Regions from separate parts of the Sus scrofa genome. Here all the other regions are linked to region 2. Evidence: chromatin contacts called from public Hi-C and promoter capture Hi-C data. All regions are on one chromosome and are shown on one strand. Each heading gives the region's core, a stretch centred on a gene start, on an enhancer-like site or on the middle of the called end of the contact. The rest is flanking DNA. Distances are from core to core; before and after follow the strand shown. Region 1 overlaps DAG1 (dystroglycan). Region 2 holds the start of USP4 (ubiquitin specific peptidase 4). Region 3 holds the start of IMPDH2 (inosine-5'-monophosphate dehydrogenase 2).

What was found. Promoter capture Hi-C pulls out the DNA fragments that hold promoters and counts their contacts. A called contact is a pair of places that touch in the nucleus more often than the background predicts.
Region 1: a Hi-C map of liver shows a contact between it and region 2, with 4 times the contacts expected there. The contact joins the enhancer-like site here to the promoter of USP4 in region 2. A contact is called at or near these places in 4 of 47 Hi-C or Micro-C datasets (embryonic fibroblasts, heart right ventricle, liver and 1 more) and 1 of 2 datasets of contacts at active chromatin or transcription factors (skeletal muscle).
Region 3: a promoter capture Hi-C map of skeletal muscle shows a contact between it and region 2, with 5 times the contacts expected there. The contact joins the promoter of IMPDH2 here to the promoter of USP4 in region 2. A contact is called at or near these places in 2 of 5 promoter capture datasets (fetal skeletal muscle and skeletal muscle), 1 of 47 Hi-C or Micro-C datasets (embryonic fibroblasts) and 1 of 2 datasets of contacts at active chromatin or transcription factors (alveolar macrophages).

What each region holds. Positions count from the first base shown.
Region 1 is chr13:32,090,611-32,094,087 of Sscrofa11.1, reverse strand. It overlaps DAG1 (dystroglycan), which reads right to left. Exons shown (of 3, transcript XM_021068744.1): 3 at 1,638-3,477. Among named protein-coding and RNA genes, the nearest start is that of BSN, 15 kb to the left of the region's middle. Within about 2 kb of position 1,882, at least 21 of the 83 cell types and tissues checked have an H3K27ac peak or open chromatin away from gene starts, as enhancers often do. A contact at or near this core is called in liver, where this site is marked.
Region 2 is chr13:31,902,305-31,906,249 of Sscrofa11.1, reverse strand. It overlaps USP4 (ubiquitin specific peptidase 4), which reads left to right and starts at 1,873. Exons shown (of 22, transcript NM_001243188.1): 1 at 1,873-2,131. The coding sequence starts at 2,031.
Region 3 is chr13:31,662,372-31,666,287 of Sscrofa11.1, reverse strand. IMPDH2 (inosine-5'-monophosphate dehydrogenase 2) reads left to right here and starts at 2,628. Exons shown (of 15, transcript XM_005669533.3): 1 at 2,628-2,914; 2 at 3,344-3,392; 3 at 3,612-3,713; 4 at 3,830-3,904. The coding sequence starts at 2,817. QRICH1 (glutamine-rich protein 1) reads left to right here. Exons shown (of 10, transcript XR_002337951.1): 10 at 1,515-2,476.

The DNA.
Region 1 (3,477 bases), core at 633-3,132, 190 kb before region 2:
CCAAGGCAATGCCTTTATACCAGGAGAGACAGAGGAATCCTCTAGCCTCCTTGGCTTCTCTTGTCCCTTTTACAGGCAGATGTGTTGGGGGTGACTTGTTATCCTGATTCCATCCCGTAGTCCCTAGGGTTCCTCAGAATCCCTTGGAGACCAGTGCTGTCCCCACTTCACAGATGGGGAAGCCAGGCCAAAAGGTTCATGGGAATTTGTTCTGGGTCAGAAGCACAGGCGAATGCATATTTCTGTGGGTCTGACAGCTCCCTCTCCCCTTCTCCACTGTGTCCCATTGTTTCTGCCCCTTTCCTACACTGCCCTCTCTAGCTTGAAAAATCTGAGTAGACATTCCCTATCTGCCTCCTACAAGGAGAGGTCACAGAGACCTGGCAGGAGTGCTGCAGGTCAGGGGTCTGCCAGGCCAAATGTCAGATATTCCCAAAGAAGAGTAGGGCAGGGCAGAGGCCAGAGGCCCTTGTGGCTTCTTCCTATTCTACTGACCATATATTCTCTGCTGAAACCAGAAATCCCTTTACTAGAGTACAGGACAGTGAATCCACTCATAACCCATGGCTTCAGATTAGGTATTAAACAACTTCTTGAGGCCAAGAAAGCAAAGGGCAGGGTCATATCCCAGGCTCCTGCTGCTAGGTCTAGGGGGTGAGGTATGAGGTATGTGTCCCTTAACTCTGTACTGAGGACAGCTTTTCCTGGTATTTATCAGTATTGTATGCCACAAGTAATTGTTTGACCTTCAACTCCCCACTCTGGGATTCAGTTTTATCTGCAGTACAGGACCAATCTCTCAGCTCTGGGTCTTAAATTGTGGGCAGAGCAGCAGCCTGGGGGCTATAGGTAGAGATGGTGAAGACTCTGTGGGGGTGGGAGTGAGGCCCGTTAGAGGCATCAGTTGTTCTGTGACCAATGGCCCCAATCCTGCCTCTGAAAACACAGCTGCTGCATCCCCTGCCTCCGGCACCCTGGGTAGTGTCCCAGGACAACCTGCCCCTTCCTGGGCACTAAGTCATGCTAAGCCTACCCAGCTGGTCTTTCTGTCCCAGGCAGGGTACTTAGGGGCAGGCCCCCAGAATCTATAGGCCCAAAGAAGGCAGAATAGCCTGGCCAGAAACCATTCTCCCCTTCTCCCCACTCCAAGGCAAGGGCCAAACCTGCCTTTAGACTGCTTGGGAGAGGGCCAGCCTTAACCCAAGGTCATGTGCAGGGGGCCCAGATGAAGGACCCCTGTCTGGGAACTGCAGGAGTCAACCCACTCTGGAGCAGACAACCTTCAGCAAGACCTCTCCCACCATCCTCCCCTCCCACCCAGTCTCACTGGATTTTCTGCCCATCCCTCTCCCCCATCATAGACGAGGAAACTGAAGCTCAAGGAGATCTGTCTCAGCTGGCTCAGGCAGAAGACGTGCTAAGGAGAGCTCATTGTTTGACAGAGCTTCTGCTGCACACATACATTCCTCCCAGAAGCACAGAAATGGTGAGGCTGTGAAGACTATCTGGTCAGCTGCTCAAAGGCCACCTGAGTGGGCCTAGCTGGGTCCCCTTTCCCTCTGTCCCATGGACTCTAGTCCCACCCTATACTCATGTCGTGTAGGAGCCAGGGTAATAGATGCTTGGAGGCAATGGCATTGTAATAAAGACACTGCTTTTATTTAGTTCGATATGTTTCTATACAGAACGCAGAAAACACATCTTAAAATCATATAGAAGGAAATAAAAACACGTCAGTGGTTGGTGAACACTTGAATGTGAGATTGGCTCTCTGTCTCACAGAGTCCAATGACCATTGCCAGCTGGGCGATCAGGGGAGGAGGCTGCCTGCAAGGGCATTGTTGCTGTTATTCTGTTCACTGCCCCATCGCCTCCTGTTGCTATGGTAACAGGCCATTCTGGGCCAGCCACTTCTCTGCGTGGCAGTGCCCAATGCTGGGGTTGCTAAGGGCAACGGAGCTATTTGGAAGGCCTTTCAAAGCCCTCACCTGGAACACTGGGAATTGTTTATCTTTTGAGGAGGTCATCAAACACAATCTGACCAGGTCAGACCCTGCTTGTGCTCCTGACTCTGGGGCATTAGGGAAACTCTGGCTTGGATCAGGACTTGGAGGCACAAGCCCCCCCGAGCCCTCCTGTACAGGCTCCCCACACCAGGGCACTGCTCCCCCTACTGGAGATCCAGGCAGGAGAGAGGCCCTGTGGGAGAGGAGCAAGGGGGAACCCCCTCCAAAGAAGGGCAGGGTAGAGACCTCTCCACTCTGACCGTCCCTCTCCTCCTGAGGCAGCACACTCAAATCTTCTGCAAAACAGTCAATATGGCTTAGAAGTGGCTGCTTGGCGTGCAAAGGGAGCCTGGGTCCACCCACCCACCTACAGATTATGGAAGGGATACATTATTGCAAAAGGCATTCCTCCCTAAAAGGTACCCAAAATAACTATTCAGACATCAAGAAAAGTCATGCTCAAAATGGTTTCTTCCAAAGGAGGAGAATCAAAGCAGAGTGGGTGCCCCTGAGTCATGGGACAGAGATGCAGATGGATGGACGGATGTTCTGCTAAAAAAGGCAAAAGAAGCCCCAGTGTAATTCCGAAGTTTAAACCATTAGGAAAGAAGTGGGGGTGGGGGGTGGAATCGCAAAGAGCAAAGCCGTCAGTTCCATGGAATCAACACTAAGAGCTTGTACAAACTGCTGTAAGCATCACCATTTTTAATCTTTTTTTTTAATAAAACAATTTGAGGCTGTATAAAAACTTTAGTAAAAAATTAGCTTTGAGAGCCCACAGATTTTTACTATGAACTATATTGCTGGCATTCCTCCCTAGCCACCAGACCTTTCCCAGCCATTCAGGCCTGGGACTAGAGCGCCAGAGAAGAGGTGTGGGGTGGTCAGGGTGGGGCTGTGGACTATTGGGACAAAGTGGCCAAGGTCAAGTGAGGAAAGAGCATCACATGACATAAAAATATTGCATCTTCACCAAAATGTCCCCCACTGAGTGTTTCAAAAATCATGATATTCCATTTAGGATGGGGTGGGGGGGACCACACAGAAGGGTAAAAGAAAACAGGTTGATGTGGTCGAGTCCTTCGACCTCCCCAGGCACCCCCATGAGCAGCTGGCCCACCCTGGAGCACCTAGGTTGGAGGCTACGGCCACCACTGCCTCTTGGAGTCCCTTTTCCATGGAAATGAAGACCCCTTGGTGGTGGGCCGTGCATGCATGGGGTGGGGGTGTGGATGTCCATGGCCTGAGAGGCCCCTCTAGCTTTCAGCCCCTGGCAACAGTGGGACAGCAAGCCCAGCACCAGGGCCCTGGCCCCTGAGCCAGGGCCAGGAGGCCTCCAGTCAGGCTCTGGGGTATCAGAGCAACCAAGTTTACGTAGTGTGAAAAAATAGGATTCCTTTGATAAAAAATACTGTCCCCTTGGTCTTCTCTAAGTTTGAAACACCCTGGGAGCTTATTTTTAGCAAAGCAA
Region 2 (3,945 bases), core at 624-3,123:
GAACTTTCATAGAACGTCATTTCTTGGGGTATCAGGATTGGCTTCCCAGAGGTAGAACTGTCATGTAACTTCTATCTGCAGAGGATTAACTGCTATGTGGTTATTCAAGGCAGGGTTTTTTTGGTGGTTTTTTTTTGTTTGTTTGTTTTTGTCTTTTTTGGGGCCGAACCTGCAGCATATGGAAGTTCCCAGGCTATCAGTCAAATTGGAGCTTTATCTGCTGGCCTATGCCCAGCCACAGCAATGCCAGATCCCAGCTGCAGCTGCGATCTACACTACCGGTCACAGCAATACCTGATTCCTGACCCACTGAGGGAGGCCAGGGATGGAACCCCCATTCTCATGGTTACTAGAGGGATTCCTTTCTGCTGTGCCACAATGGGAACTCCCTCAAGGCAGTTTTAACTCCAAATTTACTTTTCCCTGCTACCTACCCACTGTGAAGAGATCTCTTCGACTAAACGGTGCATAGTGGATGTCCCAGGAGTGCAAAGTAACTTCAATTAGCCAAAAGCCGAACATAAAAATAGTAAATCTGTTCAAATGACTTACCACACCTTCACCAGGCCACCTCTATCTCTTCTACCCCTAAAAATGAACACAGTTCATCTGTTTCTCCTCTCCTCCCTCACAGCCATCTTTCCCAAGGTTCCTAGTAGCACTGTGGGTATAAAGCACCCTCAACCATTTCTCTATGCTCTGAAACTTCCCACAATATCTGTGGGCTGTTTAAGGCAAGACATGTGGCCCCTCTGGCCTCCCTTTGAGCTTCAGATCCCAAGCCCTTTCAGTAATCTGTGCCCAGCTCAATTGGACTAATCCTCATTCTTTGATTCCGTCCACCCTGCTAGTTCCAGAAATTTTCTTTGACCCTTCTAGTTATTCCTCCTTTAACATGCACTATCATTTCTATGCTTTCAAGATCACGCTCAAATGCTACTCAAGTCAAAGGCGCCCTTTCACAGTTCAGGGTCTAATCTTTGGTTCTACCTGTTAGTGGCATTTACCCCACACTGCTTGGCTCTGGGGTCATTTGTGGAAGAGTTATTCTCCTCCTATAGATCAAATAAGGGCAGGTACTGGGCCTTGTATATCTTATTTTCTCTGCTAGATTCACATAGGCTAGCTGTCTGGCCTCCACCTTGCTCTGGGTTTACTTCCTCCTCCAGGAAGAGGGCTGTGATTTTTGTTTGCAGGGTTGAGTGGGAAACATATGGTGTTCAAACACTATCTTGTTGCAACAACAAACAGAGCAGCAACCCGGCATCTGATGTGGAGAACAGACTTTTACCTCTCCTTCCCCCATTGCTATTGCCCCTCTGCGGCTGCTTGACTCCCCGACAAAGCAAGTAGCTACCTCAGGGGCCTGTGTAACTGCCTGGGCTAGGTTATACTGGCGTCCAGCTTGCTAACGACTAGGCCACACCGTCGAGACTCGGTCCCAAGGCGCTGGTGCACCTAACACCCTCTAAAATCCCTGTAGTGCCTCTGGGAATGGAGATCCATTCCAAGTTTGGGCAGCTAAGGACTAACGTAAGGTCTCTGCTGAAAGCCGAAAGGCTGGAGTGAAAAGAAGACCTAGTTCTAGGCCTCCTTGCACCCGAGCTGCCTTTATTAAGACCAGGATAACCCTGCAAATCCAGAAGAGGTGCCCAGGGTGTCATGGGGTCTGCGGACCGACTCCTAAAGATCGCCGAGCTGAAAGGAGAAGTGGTGCAGGACCGCCGCCCCGTGGCTTGGCCTTCAGGGCGGAAGAAGCGGCAGCTCCTACCCACCCCCGCCCCGCGCCCACTTCCTCTTCCGGCCGCTCCCCCAACCCCCGCCCACTCCGCCGCGCACGGGTGGGACAGGGTTGGCGCGTTGGAAGGGTGGGGGAAAGGCAGAAGAGGGCAAGCGTACAAGCCGCGGCGCGAGAAGGTCCTTGGGTGCGCGCACGTGCGTGCGTGCGTGCGTGAGTGCGTGTTCGCGACCCACGGCACGCTGTGCGCGAGGCGGATGTCCGGGCCGGCTGGACCGGGGCCGCTGACGAGATGGCGGAAGGCGGAGGCTGCCGTGAACGACCGGATGCAGAGACCCAGAAATCCGAGCTCGGGGCCTTAATGAGGACCACGCTGCAACGAGGGGCGCAGTGGTGAGCGCCGAACCCGCGTTTCCGCCGCGCAGGGCCAGAGGGCGGGGCTTGGGCGCTCAGGCCCATCCCCTCTTTTCCTGTTTGGGCCGGGACCCTCTTTTCCGGCCGGGCAGGGGCGATGTTAGTGACCCCGGAGTTTGACTTGACCCCCCGCCACAGAAGAGAGGGAGCCCTAGATCCTCTCTGGGAAAGCGTGGGTGGAGCAGAAGGTTGTCCCGGCCCTTTCAGAGCTCAGGGGGCGGATCCGGCGGGGTCTAGGGCTGCAGAATGGAAAGAAGGGGAATGCTCACAGGGACCCTCAGGTTGAGCAGACCCTTTAGATTTGAGGATTCGCTCTGTGACTTTGGGCAAAGGCGTCCACATCTCACAGACCCTGGTTCCTTACTGTTAAAACCAGAGTAGCGACATTTGGCGCCCCCCGCAGTCAGTTGGTTGAGGCGTAGATCAGAAGTAGATACTTTGTAACTTGTAAACTGCGGAACAGACATCAAGGTCGGAAGCTGAACAAATGTCTGAGAGTCTCATTATTTTGGTAGCAAATGTCAAAGATAATTGTAGCAGCCGCATTTCGGAGTGAGAGAGAGGGGTAACCTAGAGCCTAGCTAAAAAGATTAAAAGTCCAAGATTTAGAAGAGCAGGTCTCAGTCAGAAGTTTCTTAATAAATTTTCTAGGAGAAGGAATAGTACTTACACTATTGTATTGTGTGGGAGCTGAAAGCTGGGGCTTGGCTTTGCACTGAATGTGACTGAGCATCCCTCTTTAAGAAACTATGGTTGTCTTCCAAGAAACTTAGTGTGACAGAGGACTTGAGCAGGGAAGAGAAACAGTGGGATTAGGAGGAATTCAGGTGTGTCTTGTGCTAGCCAATCTGTGAAAGGCAGGGCGGGCAAAAAGTACTTGTGGATGATATATCCTGATCAGAAGTGGCATATGAAGAATACTCAACAGAAGCAGAGGAAGTTTCAGATAGACTAAAATCAGTAAAAGTGTTTGGAGGATGTTCAAGAGGTTTGGAGAGAAAAGAGCGTTTAGATATTTGAATATATTTATGGATCCTTGTGGCCTTTAGGAGAAGCTACCTGATCTCCTCTGAGGTTTGTTGGTTATAAAATTTGAAGGACTTCCCAATATAATTGTTGTACTTTGTTCCCCAACAGAGGTTTCCCCCTCCTTTTGTCTTAATTGTAGAACAGCATAGTGATACTTTTAAAGTAAAACCAGATCATATTCCCTTTGTGGCTCAGCAGTTAATGAACCTGACTTGGATCCATGCGGATGTGGGTTTGATCCCTGGCCTTGCTCAGTGGATTAAGGATCTGGTGTTGCCGTGAGATGTGGTGTAGGTTGCAGATGTGGCTTGGATCCTGAATTGCTGTGGCTGTGGTGTAGGCTGGCTGGCAGCTGTAACTCCAATTCGACCTCTAGCCTGGGAATTTCTGTATGCCTAAGGTACGGCCCTAAAAAGAAAAAAAAAAAATTAAAATATAGCCAGATCAACGTAATGGTTATCGAGAAGATAAACATACCAAGACAATATTGTATGATGCATATGTGTGTTTGTATACCTGTATATGTGTACACATTTGTACACAAATACAGACACACATTTTTTGCTACTTTGGTCCTCAAAGGAAAACTGAAGTGTGTGATGTTATTATCTCTTTTTTTTTTTGGCTTTTCTAGGGCCGCACCCTTGGCATGTGGAGGTTCCCAGGCTAGGGGTCTAATCGGAGCTATAGCTGCTGGCCTACGCCACAGCCACAGCAACGCCGGATGCTTAACCTGATGAGTGAGGCCAGGGATCAAACCCACA
Region 3 (3,916 bases), core at 1,379-3,878, 240 kb after region 2:
TGTGTGTATGTGTGTGTCATTCTGTAGTTTCATGCTGAGTAAAAACACACTTGCAAAAAGATAAATACAGAAGCACCCTTATTGGTTTTCCCAAAACATGTGCCTACACATGGTCCACTTTCTAGTAGAGAGGATGAAGTTAGAGGGTGGGTAGTAGACTGTCTCTGTCACATATTGACCATAGCCCTGCATCTTCCTGGCCTTGACCTTTTGTCACTAGCATCATCAATCTAGGGGGAGGGAACTCCTTTCCTTGGCTTTTGCTGTCTTTTGCCTCTGCAGTTTGACATACCATCTTCATAGCAATGCCATAAAATCTTTCTACATTGTAGATCTTATCATGTTACTTAGGTTACAACCTACATTGGTTTCCTTTTACACTACAGAGAAAGACAATAATCCTAGTGTGGCATCAGGGCCTTTCATGCACTCTCCCTTGTTAACCTCATGTTCATGTAGCTCTTGGCTCTCTAGACATACTGGCTCCTTTCCATTGAAAGGTAGGGGTATCATGCTTTTCCTCTTCAGGACCTCTACACAGTGAGTTTGTGGCACAGCAGGTTAAGGATTTGGCATTGTCACTGCAGTGGCTTGGGGTGCTGCTGTGGTGTGGGTTCAGTCCCTGGCCTGGGATTGAAACTTCCATATGCTGGGGGCACCACCAAAACTAACAAAAAACAAGGTCTCTACACAGACTTTTCCCTATTGGGCAAACTCTGCCACCACCACCCACCTGTTTGGCTAGTTAGCTCCTATCCATCCTTAAAACAGCTTTATCAAGGAAGCAGTTCCTGATTCTCAACCTGTTCCCTCAGGCTGTAGCACTTACTACTGTTTGTCATTTTGAGTCTTTATGTAAATGGTTAATTGCTGTCTGTCTCCCCTCTTAGCTGAAAGCTCCATAACATAGACGCTTGGGCCTTACTCATTTCTTTTAAAATCAGCACCTAGTGCAGGCCTGGCACACAGTAGCCCTTTGAGAAATCTTGAATCAGTGCATGAATAACTGTTAGAGGATAACTTGTGCTAAGTATTTAAGAGTTAAGAGAAGTACAGCCCAATATTGAGGGGCTTTGAGTCCAGATACAGGCCCCCAGCATCACAGTGAAGCTGAGAAGTCAGAGTCCCTCTGGGGAAATTGAGAAATTATCAATGGATGAGGTAGAGGAAACAGCATAAGCTGTTTTCTTGAAGACAGACCTTCTGAGTGGTGAAGTTGGTTTCTAGTGAGATTGGATGGACTCAAGTAGATGAACCCTGGGAGTCCAAGTCAGAAGAATCACACCTGGCAGCATGTGAGGGAGGAGCAGAAGGTAGGCACCCTGTCAGTGGCATTTGCAGTAACTCCAAAGGGATGTCCTAGAGGTAGTGTGTGTTGGCTGCATGGAATTGAGGAACTGTGTGACTACCTTCCAGAACTTCCTATCTTTTGGAGAGCATTTGTCTAGGAGGTTCAAGGTGGGAGGGTTGAGATTATGGTGGTTTCACCCAGCTTTCACCCATATATCCTTCAGCCCTCAGAGTGTGAAAGGCCGGAATGACACCTTTTACCTGACGCCAGAGCCGGTGGTGGCTCCCAACAGCCCAATCTGGTACTCGGTCCAGCCTATCAGCAGAGAGCAGATGGGACAGATGCTGACTCGAATCCTGGTGATACGAGAAATTCAGGAGGCCATAGCAGTGGCTAATGCAAGCACCATGCACTGAGATCCCTCAGCCGTGGTTCAAGGGAGACGATCCAGGAAAAAACGGACAGACTTTCACACTAAAGAAGAGGCCTCCATTTTTTTCTTTTCTTTTTTATTGGTGTAGTTATGAAGCCTTTCAGACTGCTTCTGTTTAAAATGTAAAAGGAAACTTTGCCCCCGTGCATCTTCATAAACCTGCTGTGGCAGACTCCTCAGCCCATGGGGGCTCTGGGTTTCCTGAGAGCCAGATGTTCTAGAAAGTTGCTGGCTGACTTTTTTTGTTTGGGGCCTGAGGAAAGGGCTTGGACTGTTAAGAGAAATGTGGCCCCTTATCCTTCCTCCAGAAAGATGGAATTAATGATGGATGGACCCTACAGAGAGATCTCTCCAGCTGGCTTCCATTATGACTGGCAGACATTGCTGACCACAGGGGAGCGAGCCATGGCCTTTTCTTTCTTCATGCTCAGACATAAACCTAGCATCTTAATGGAAGGAAAATGAGGGGAACTTCAATTATGATTTATTAAAGACAATTTCTATTACACCCTTCTTTATGACAAATGACATTTTAGATGTTAAAGTAAAAACTTTACCTTTTTTTTTTTTTTGGTTTTTTTTTTTTGGTTTTTTTTTTTTGGCCTAACATTGAGGCCTTAAACCTGAGGCTCCTGTGCCTGATGGAATTCTTGTAACATACACTTGTGTATCATATAAAGATACCACTCTGTTTCTCTTATGTATTCTTAATCTAGTTGTTTATTAAGAATGACAAGCACGTCTTTTCAACATGCTAGTGAACAACGTCTCTTTATTTGGGAGGAAGCTGGGGGGACAGTGGCAGCAAAGCCTTGCTTGTTAATTTAAAGGGGCAAGGTCTTGCGGGAGCGGGTAGCGATAGGGGAACAGCTCTACCAGGCGACGCAGCTAGAGCATGCTCTGCGCTTGCGTTTCCTCCCGCCAGCTCCGCCCTAAAGGCGTGTGGGCTCCGCCTGTGCGTGCTGCGTCCTGACGTCAGCGGCGCGCAGGGCGCAGTGACGATTTCGGCTGGTTTATATTGGCGCGGCCCAGAAGGCAGAGGCCTCTGCGGCGCGGTCCTCGGAGACACGCGGCTTAGCCCCCGCGTTAACCATGGCCGATTACCTGATTAGTGGGGGCACGTCCTACGTACCGGACGACGGGCTCACGGCTCAGCAGCTGTTCAACTGCGGGGACGGCCTCACGTACAAGTGCGGGCTTAGCGGCCTCACCTGGGCGAGGAGAGGGGCGGCGCGCTGGGTTGGGAGGCCGGGTGGGGCTTCCTTTGAGCCTACTTGGACTCAGGCGTGGGAGACAGGTTCAGGAAATTACCACACATCTCTGAGGTTCCGTTTGAAGCGGGCGGGATGGAGGAGGCATCTTGGTAGTGCTTGGCATTTCAGGCTAGAAATTCCAATCTCCGGGCACATGGAGTTGTCAGGGTTCCAGGGGCGCCGATGACAGCTAGGTGGCAGAAAAGGTCCCTTGTCTCCATCTCTACCTTCTTTTCTGCCTTGCCTGTGATACTCGGTCTAGTTCATTGTCCTCTCTGCTCAAATGCCTTAAGAGATGATCTATTGGGGATGGTGTTTCAGGCTGCTGTAATCCTGACCCTTACTCCCATTTCCCCTCCCCTTTAGTGACTTTCTCATTCTCCCTGGGTATATCGACTTCACAGCAGACCAAGTGGTGAGTATGGACAGGAGTTGGATGGGTGTAAAGTTTAGGTAAGATGCTGCTGCTGTCCCCTTTGGCTACCTCACCAGTTTGGGTTTGGGGGTGGATTCTATGGAAGGGAAGAGTCTTACTGGCATGCAGGTCATAAAGGGCACTTGTTTTGTGGGGAACGTGGCACTGACCTGAAGTATATGAGGTGCTTTTGCATATTAGTTGGCCTTATTTCTTTAGGACCTCACCTCTGCTCTGACTAAAAAGATCACTCTGAAGACCCCACTGGTTTCCTCACCCATGGACACAGTCACAGAGGCTGGGATGGCCATAGCAATGGCGGTGAGCATTGTCACATATGAGGGCAGAAGCAGGGGTCCCATCTCTTGTCAAAGGCATACAGTGATGCCACTCTTCTTTGTCCCTGTTTCCCTATTTTCTTTTGGCATCTGCTACAGCTTACAGGTGGTATTGGCTTCATTCACCACAACTGTACACCAGAATTTCAGGCCAATGAAGTGCGAAAAGTGAAGGTCAGAAGGGCA